2 separate regions of the Oryctolagus cuniculus genome follow, and region 1 is linked to region 2. A link is a contact called in public Hi-C data. All regions are on one chromosome and are shown on one strand. The core of a region is the stretch at or near the end of the contact, and the rest is flanking DNA. Distances in the headings are between cores, read along the strand shown.

The links. A called contact is a pair of places that touch in the nucleus more often than the background predicts.
Region 1: a Hi-C map of an unstated tissue shows a contact between it and region 2, with 1.9 times the contacts expected there. The contact joins the enhancer-like site here to the promoter of PPP1R3C in region 2. A contact is called at or near these places in 2 of 6 Hi-C or Micro-C datasets (psoas muscle and an unstated tissue).

The regions. Positions count from the first base shown.
Region 1 is chr15:38,848,505-38,853,373 of mOryCun1.1, reverse strand. The region is part of intron 1 of LOC103351369 (a long non-coding RNA gene); the gene reads right to left. Among named protein-coding and RNA genes, the nearest start is that of PPP1R3C, 43 kb to the right of the region's middle. Within about 2 kb of position 2,008, at least 4 of the 8 cell types and tissues checked have an H3K27ac peak or open chromatin away from gene starts, as enhancers often do.
Region 2 is chr15:38,805,275-38,810,179 of mOryCun1.1, reverse strand. PPP1R3C (protein phosphatase 1 regulatory subunit 3C) reads right to left here and starts at 2,032. Exons shown (of 2, transcript XM_002718505.5): 1 at 1,379-2,032. The coding sequence starts at 1,758.

The sequences.
Region 1 (4,869 bases), core at 759-3,258, 43 kb before region 2:
CTGTAATTCTTCAGAGACACAAAATAGTCCTCCTTCAAAATAGGAAAGCAGATCATTACCATATGTTGGTTCCAGAGACCCATCGGAATTGAGGAAGAAGCCAGTGGAAAAAGAGCTCATGGAAGTGGGCTCTGCTCCAAGCAAATTGACATTACGCACCTCAACCCTTAGAAATTAGTTTCCTCTTCTACAAATTAAACACATTGGACCGCATGGTCTTCCTTTGTGTTTAAACAAGTAACTACTGAGCTCCTGCTGTATAGATGCTCGGCACTTGGACACCTCAGTGAGCTGGAAAGTCAAGTCCTGCTTTGGTGAAGCTTAAATTGTAATCGTGGAGACAGAGACAACAAAGAAACAACTCCAGTCAGTTGACAGGACCATGGAAACAATGATGATGATGAGATGGGTAGTGCCTTAAATGGGACAGGAGAAGCCACTTCTGATGGGATGATCAGACGACCCTTAAGGAAGCAACAATTAGCCAAGAAGTGAATGAGGAAAAGGAGCCATCCCTTGGGGCATCTAGGAGAAGATGGTAGAAGGAATAGTTAAAAGAATACAATAATAGAAGAACTCGGGGCCAGCGCTGTGACGTAGTAGATAAAGCTGCCGCCTGCAGTGCTGGCATCCCATATGGGCACCAGTTTGAGTCCCAGCTGCTCCACTTCCCATCCAGCTCTCTGCTATGGCCTGGGAAGGCAGTAGAAGATGGCCCAAGTCCTTGGGCCCCTGCACCTGCACGGGAGACTCAGAAGAAGCACCTGGCTCCTGGCTTCAGATCAGTGCAGTTCCAGCTGTTGTGGCCAATTGGGGAGTGAACCAGTGGATAGAAGACCTCTCTCTCTGCCTCTCCTTCTCTCTCTGTGTAACTCTGCCTTTCAAATAAATTAATTAAATAAAAAAAAAAGAATAGAATTCTCATTGGGGAGGCAACCTGGGTTTCTAACATGGGAGCCCTTAGCCAGCTCACCTGAGGAACTGTTGTCACATATGCTGAGATAACCCGGATCCCCTCAGACCCTGGTAGGGGCATGACCCAACTGCTCCACAGACATGCATGAGCGCCTACTGCATGCAAGGCTCAGAACCTCTAATCACTGCTGGGAGCCAAGTGTCTGGAGGCAAAGAGAGGAATGCACACTGACCTTTCTGAGTGGCAATGACAATGATAAATGGATGGGGACTTGGACGCTTGCCCTTGACTATAAGTGGAAACAGGCAGGCTGAGAACTGGGGCTCATGTTCTGAAGCTTAAGTTTCACCCACTGTGCAGTTTCTAGAGTCATTTGCTCCCACAGAGAGGGGAAGGAATTTGGACCTAAGGACTACCCTACTGGACTTACAGACACTCAGCTGTCAGCCCAAATCTCAGAGATGGGACCACACAGGTAGCTTCCTAAAGCAGGCCAGCCTGGTGGGCACAGAGGTGATGTGACTGAGGCGACATGGACGGCTGTGCTGGGAGCAGAAACACTTGGGTCTCCAGCCATTGTAACAGAATCAAGGAGCACCTGCTGGGGGCCAGGCAGGTGCGGCCTGCTGGCCCAGAGCTGTACAACTCTCAACATGATCTCTTGGGGAAAACAGCACCGTTATGGCCCCTAGAGAACAACCTGCAAGAGGTTTTGCAACTTACCCAAGGTCACTCCGCAGCAGAGGGGGGATTCCAACTAATCTCAAGGTGCAGGTTCCATTCTTGTAACACATCTGTTACATGGGCATAGTAACCATATGTGTTCTACCCTCCTTGTACAGTTGCTGGAAGACTCAGATGAGGTGAGGGGGTGGGGTGTAAACATTACCCATCTATTCCAGGGTCTGATGGTCCCAGGATAGATCCTAGAAGCACAGCTGTCCTCACCATTTCCTGTCCCCTCCCCCACAACCAAGCACCTACTTCCGACCCTGCCACTACTGCAGTCACTCCGGGAGCTGCAGCCCACGTGGGCCCTGGTGGCCGTGACGCAGCCCCCACAGCTGCCTTTCCCTAGAACAGCAGCAGAACTGTCCCCAGCCTGGCTGAGAAGCCTTGGCACGCTGCCAGCAGGATGGGGCAGGGCGGCTGGAGGATCTGAGATGTTTGCCTTTCTGGGGAAGAAAGCCAAACTGCAGATCTCTGGAGTTCTATAAATTATGTATCCAGAGAAGATTTAGTTTAGAGAGAAAAGGGGGGGGGGGTGAAAAATCCCTTACTGTTTGCTTACTGAGCTGGGTTGGCAGTCAGAGCCAAACCCCACATATTTGGCCTCATTGGCTGTATTTGCAAAACAGGACTATATTCTAGGAGACAGCTGGGGAGGTCTCAACCCAGCCAGGGTTTCTCTGCTTTCCCTGGCCTGTTCCCCACCCGCTTGCTCCAGCCTGGGTCCGTGGCTTGGATTGTCAGGACCTGCTCCGGGGAAGGTGGCCTACCGGGGATCTCTTTCTGCACCGTAGTCCTCTCAACCCTGCCACCTTCATCTCCATGAAGCTCAGCTGGCAGGACAGTGGACCAGAGAACACCACCACCTCCAGGAAGCCTTCCTGGGCCCTGAGGCAGGGCCAGGTCTCTTTCCAGGGGCTTCCACAACACCTAGTCCGTTTCAAACTGCATCGTTCCCCTGGCCACCAGCTTGTCTCCCACAGCCTCCTTGAAGACAGACAACCCCATTGCTTTTGCTCTCTGCGGCCTCCTCAGTGTGGTTCTTCCATGAAGAAGTCACTGAACACCATCTCCGGCCTCCCACGTCCCACCATGGGGCTTTTTCCCTGTTCAGATCCAGAACTCCTTCCAGTGGAAGACAAGCATCCTGGTGTTAAGTGGTGCGGTTTCTGGAATGATCTTCCACTCTTCTCATCCTTCCACTATACTCTGCAATAAGAGGAGTGACCTGCTTGAATTTCTCACCATTCTCTTTATCACCTATGCCTTTGCACCCCCTGACTCCTCAGCACCCCATCCCTTCGCTTCCAATTCTTGGAGACTCAATTCCAAGCTCTTTCCATCCAGAAGTATCCCCTAACCCAAGCCACCCCACCCCATCCTCTCGCCCCCATTAGTTGCAAGACCCCTCATCTCAGGTCCCACAGAACCCTGCCACGATCATGCTGAGACTTGCTGACGTGGCTGTCCCCACCCCACCGGCAGATCCAGGCTACCTGGGTTCACCGCCCCAGTCACCCCAGCCTAGTCTGTAACACAGTGTCTGACACGCAGCAGCTGCTCAGGACGTGCCTGCTGAATCAATTCAGCAACCAACACATGCGGAGATAATAATAGCAAGTGATGTCACGTCACGGGGCAGAATGTGAATGAGGTCCCCGGCAGAGGGAGAGGCGCTTGCTGTGGGCTGCAGCGATTCAGGTAGAGGAGGAGAGGTGTAGAAAGAGAAGCCGACCTGAGAACAAGCACAAAGGGCAGAACTGGGCAGCAGTCTTGGGGGGCAGGGGAACAATGAAGGAAAGTCTGGGTTTAAAAATCATAAATCAGATCATAGCCCACACCTGCTTAAAATACTGATCCCTTCTCCCTGTATTTAGGAAGTAAACTAAACATCAGAGCCTGTGAGGCCCCAGGAATCTAACTCAGTTCTCAAATTCACAAGGGAAACTGAGTCCCAGAATGACATCCATATGATCAGTGTTCATATTTAACAACACTGTCTGGCCTGGCAGCTACTATGCCCCCGTCCCACATCAGTGTTAAGATGGGCTGGGTGCCTATGTGAGGCAGCCAGCTCGGCTCCCCGGGCAGCTCCCTGCTAAAGCCAACCTTGGGAGGCCAGGATGATGGCTCAAGCAATCGGGGTCCTGCCACCCATATTCGACACCTGGACTGAGTTTCTCACTCCAAGCTTTGCCTGTCCCACCCCCCCCGCCCCCAACCAGTTGTTGTAGGCATTCGGAGAGTGAACCAGTAGAGCTGCTTTTTTGTTTAAAAACACTTTTAGCAAATCATAGATGACATGGTGATTACAAAGGTATTTGCCTTTGGTGCGAATCCCTCGTGCAATTTGCCGCTTGTGAACCACGTCCTGTGAGCCGGCCTTTCTGTGACCCAGCTGAGATTTCTGCTTGCTCCATCACGGCCCATCGCAAAGCTGCCCCACTTAACGCTGTCCGTTCCTATTCCGGGTTTGTCTATCTTTAAATTGCTATGGGGCCTTCATAGTGCAGCTCTCCTGAGAACCAGAAAAAGAAGAGTCACTTGTTTTCTCCACCACTGGCCACTGGGCTGGGAGCGAGATGGTCGCGTTCCTGCCCTCACAGATCTGAGCAGAGACGGGGTGCACTCGGTATCGGGTGACGGCTTTTGAGTCTGGCACTGCCCTGACCACTTTACATACTTTACCTTTCACTCCCCTCCAAGTCATAAGGGATGGGTACTGTTACCTTCATCTCATCCATGAGAAGACAGCAGCCAGGAGACATCAAAGATTGCTCCGAGTCTGGCACCAAGTGAGTGTCAGAGTCGGAGCCTGTGATGGTTTGGAAAATAACCAAAGGCGCATGCGTGAAAGTCTTGATCCCCCAGAGTCTTACATTAGTGGATTAAGGATGCAACTGAATCCAGTGATGAAGCTGCAGCCATGGAAAGTGGTTACATTGGACTGGGTCTGAGGTGCAGCCTTCTGATGGATTCCTGGCGGCTCTGTGAGATGTATGGATGTGACAGAGGAGCCCGTCTCTGCTTCCCGGCTCACCGTGTGATTGTATCCTGCCATCTCCCACCCTCTGCAGACTCCAGACCAACGGGGCTGCCCAATCTTGCTCTGTGAACCTCCAAAACCATGAGCAAAATAAATATTTTCCCTTATAAGTTAACTTCCTCGGGTATTTCAGTTAAGGTAATGAAAAGCTGACTAACAGAGGATCTGAGCCCACTTC
Region 2 (4,905 bases), core at 783-3,282:
GTTTTGAGAGTGACAAGGCTAGGGAGAATGGAAGGCAGAAAGTTACCTTTGCACTTTGTCATGTTATTCCTCATGTTTCAGAAGTAACTGACTGAAACAAGTCAGCAGTTCAGGCACTTAAAGAAAAAATTTGCATAACCTGTATTTCCTATGGAAACATGCCCACGGCAAGTCCGCATTTAAGTGGGAAAACTAATGACCTGAAAATTGGGCTTTTTAAAAACTATATATTGTATTTGAACTTATAAATATTTTAAAACTTTATAGAAAACAAACTAAAAAGTTAGTAATTATCTCTAGGTGATAGGATTTCACAATTATTTTTGTCTTTGTACTTTTTTGGATATTTTCTAATGTTTTGGTGATGGACATTTATAAGCGGAAAGACATTAAAGCTATGAAAAATTTTTAACATAACTATGCTCAGCAATAAACCAAGAAGAATCCTTCAAGAAGGCTTTTCTGGTCTTTGGTTCACATTACATTTGGCCAAGGGCATGGGATTGAGAGTTCCCCCGTATTTCAGCCTTATGGATTCAGAGCTATGTGTATCCTGTGCACAATATTTCCAAGTCTGCCTTCATTGCTCATTAGAGCAACTCCAAGCACCAAGCAAGCGCTCATTCTCACAAAATGAATAATAAGGAGCACTCGCAGAACTCACTTTATCAGCGCTGGGATTTTTCTGGGTGACCTGCAGACTTAAACAAATGAAAGCTAAAGCTATCACTCTGGGTCTAATAATAATGAACAGGCTAGATTTTTAGAGAAGGCTTCTGCTAAGTTATGTCTGGGCAAGCTATTAAAAGTAGTTTATGGGAGCCTGGGTTTGTTTGTTGTCTTTTGCATTTATGGAAAGACAGTTTTAGTACTGGGCTATTTCCTTGGAATTTTCAGTCCTGGCCAAGAGTTAAAAATAATAGTTTGCTCCAACTCTGAGACCGAGTTTGCTATGGCGAACCGTGATAAGATTGTGAAAGCGTCCAGTAGTTTTGCACCAAACTAAACTATCTAACCAACAAGATGAGAGGTCTGTTCCCCCAAGCCCGGCTGCCCGCGTCCGAGGAACAGACTTGCAGGACCAAAAGAGAAGTCTTATCAGTGAGGCAGATGGAACTATAGCTGACTCAGGTTTAAACAGTTTCTGGTTAAGGATGCTGATTGCCAACATACGTTCTGCTTAAGACACACACTGCAAATTTCCGTACCTCCCAGGCCCCCTGAGTGCCGGATTCAATCTAGCAATCTGTCAACTTGCCCTCCTCTGGGGTCTCTATCTGCAGAAACGACAGAACGAAAACGCCCCCACCCCATTCCAGTCTGCATGCATCTGCACGTTTCGCCTGACTCGGGGGTTGCAGAGTCGCAGCCAACATACCTGGTGCAGCTCATGAGGCAGAGAGGCGGGGCTGACCGCGAAAGCCTGCACCCCGCTGCCTGCGCACTTTCGCCCTGCAGCTCCCAGCAGTGCCCCCTCGCAGGTCGCTCCCGCAGATTGCGGGTCAGGCGCCAGAGAGACAGCTTATCTGCTCGGAACCACGTGAACGGATCCCTTGGACCAATCGCCGGGCCGCGGGCCCGCTGGCGTGACCAACCAGCGCCCAGCTGCAGCTCGAGCCCTCTCCCCAAGGACGCGATAGCTGCGGGGCTGAATGTGCCCAGCGCCAGCTGGGAGCCCCGGGATTTGGGGACTCCTAGGCCAGCTGGACTGAGCGGCGTAACGCGAACCCTGGGCGAGGGGGTGTGCAGGCAAGTCATGCAAGGAGCCGGGAGGCGGCGCCCAGCTCACCAGCCAGCGCCTCGGGAATCCGTCTGCGGGTGTGTGCACGGCTGAATCTGAGCACAGCAAGTTGTGGCTGGCTCCCGACGTCTTCAACGTTTGCATTGTTCGTTGCTTGGTGTGCTAGCGCACCTTAGCCTCCGCGGGGAGAAGTTTGGCTGAGTGTGTGTGTGTGTGTGTGTGTTTCGCTTAGGGTGAATCCACGAATGCATCATAGTGGGTGCCAGGAACCACCCTCTCAACACGCAGATCCTATAAAACGATAAGACAGCATTTAATTAAAAGGCAATTTGTAAGTTGATCTATTCTTCAGTTTTCTCCCTGGGAGAAAAAACTATAGACAGAAATGAAATGGCCTTTTTCACTCACATGGCCAGCCAAAGCCAGTGGTGAACCCAACTCCCTGGACTGGGTTCTGACGTCCTTTAGCAGTGCTAAAATGTCACGCGAACATTCACGGCCCTCCCAGCACCAGTGCCTTTCTCTGGGCTTTCCTTATTTTGTGCTGGTTGGGGGCGGTTTTTGACCATTCGTCCCAACCTTGAAATTAAGTTTCTAAGTATAAACTGTCTTTATAAAACTTGTATCTAAGTTCTGCTCTACTTAAATATCCAGCAGTCAAAATGTACAAAAAAGATCACGCTGTCTTTTAAAGAACAGTCAGCAGTGGAACGGTTAAAGTGGAGTTACTAAAATGTGGAAGAAGAAATTGGGAAAGATGCTTCAGGTTTGGGCTTCATTTTTTAAATGTAACAACCAGTGAGGGGCAGGGATTCGAGCCTTTTAGCTCAGTCAAAACCAGCTGACAGGGCCCGGGCTTTGGGTGTGGCATTTCCTAGCTCCGTGGATCTGGTCACCGTGGTCTCGGTTTCCTCCGGTGGGAGACAGGGGCAGCAGAATGGTTCTGGACTGTGGGCCAGACCCTGCTCTGTCTACAGATGTCTCACAACAACCCCAGGTAGTGTGTCTCACTCCACTTTAGAGAAAAGAAGACTGAGGCACTGAGGAGGCACGAGACCTACCCAGGACCTCACAGGTGGAGCTGGCTGATGCCAGAGCGAGCCCCACTGCACCAGAATCTCTTCCACTAATTACCCTGGCCGGAAAAACCGTGCAGGGGGAAGGTGCCATAGGTCACATGGGTGGTAACGTTGTTATCAACCTATTTCACAGAGGAGGAACCTAAAACCTAGAGACGCTAAGCTGTTTGCCAGGGGTTGGTTAGGCCGGAGCCCAAACTGGAAGCCTGGGTAGTCCTTTCCTCTGCCCAAAATCATATCTTGAGCTAAAAGGTGAATGTTACCAGCTAATGTTATGGGGAAATGTAAAATTGTAAGAATTTTTTGTGATCTCATTTTGGGAGAGAGATGTGCATGCAGAGTAAATAAAATATGCTTCACTAAAATGTTATCCGTACTTTTATTGAGGTGGTGAACTTATGAGTAACTAAAAATGTCTTTGATGTTTAGCTTCTCTGTATTTTTAAAAATTCCTACAGTGAACATGGATGACTTCTCTAAGAAGTAATTTTTAAATGATTTTAAAATGTGCAACAAGTATAGTTCAACATGTATAGCCCTCCTGCCAGGCACAAGGACTGTGCTGGAAGCTCTCACATACCTCAGCCATTATTCACAACATCCTTTTGTACTTGTTTCCTTTCACTCCACTTTCTCTCCTGCCCCCTGGTGTTGATTAACGCCACAAAAGTCACTCTGTTTCAACTCCTTCAAACAGAAGATTGAGAGAAACAGCGCTCTCTGAAGAGGAGTCAGCTTCAATAAACCTGCGTGGTCAAAGACCCAGGTTGTCCACTTATGCCTCCTTCCTGGCTTTCATAGTATAAGAGGAACTGGGATGGAATCAATGTTCTTAGCTAGGGATGGCAGCAATGAAGGCCAAGTAAACTAAGACTCATGGGGAGCTTTATTATAATTCACGGGCTTTCTCCAATTACGGATTGGCAAAATCCAAGCATTGCTTTGTTCTTTGCATCTTAACAATAAACACATCAACAGGAAATTAGTGACCTGTGCAGTACTTCCAGCACCATGCCAGGGGTTGCAAGGACTCACAAGCCATAGCCCTTTGTCCTCAAGGGTATTACAGTCTTTACTGCAGAAATCCAAACTCACAAAATACTCAGAAAACATTTTAAGTGTCGAAGAGATTTCACAAATAAGACCAGTGTAAGCAAATAATGAAGGATAGAATTAAAAGGGAGAAAATGATCCTGCGGGGGAAGCAGGATACACAGCAGACTCACAGAATGGCAAACGCCCAAAACAGCACTCCTGCCTCAGAATCAACACTTGGGACATTCAGATCTGACTAAAAGGTCCATGAGAGTCTCACAGGCATGGAAAGCCATGACACGGTGGCAAAAAAAAAACAATCTAAATGAAAGATCCTGGTGAATAAGACCCCAGCAGAAGGAACAGGCCATCAAGGAAAGAGGCGCCTTTCTCTGAAGGGAGGAAGGAACCTCCACTGTGATACGGCCTTGACTAAACAAGTTCAGAGTTGGTGAACTCAAGGGGCTTCCATAGCCTAGACAGCTCATAGCAAGAGTCTCGGGTGATTGCTGACATCATAAATAAGAGTGCCAATTGTTAAATCAACAACGGGAGTCACTGAGTACATGCTCCCCACGTAGGATCTCTGTCCTTAATGTGTTTAACTATGAAACTTAAAAACAACACTACTAGTCGAACAATACCCTATACCTGGTTCGGTTGTGTGAGTGCAGCCTGTTGAAATCCCTGCTTAGTATATACTAAGTTGATCCTCAGTATATGAAGGTAATTGAAAATGAAACGTGATGAAGGGCGGGATGGGAGAGGGAGTGGGAGAGGGGAGGGCCACGGGAGAGAGGGAGGTTGGGGTGGGGGAAGCCACAACAATACAAAAGTTGCATTTTATGTTGTACTTAAAACTATTGGTTGAACTCTGTAATTAATACACAATTACTCTTTGGTGTTTAATTAATGCTATAACTAGTACTCAAATAGTATTTTACACTTTGTGTTTCAGTGTGGGTGCAAAATGCGGAAATCTTTACTTTATATATGCGAAATTGATCTTCTGTAAAAAAAAAAAAAAGAAAATGAATCTTGATGTGAATG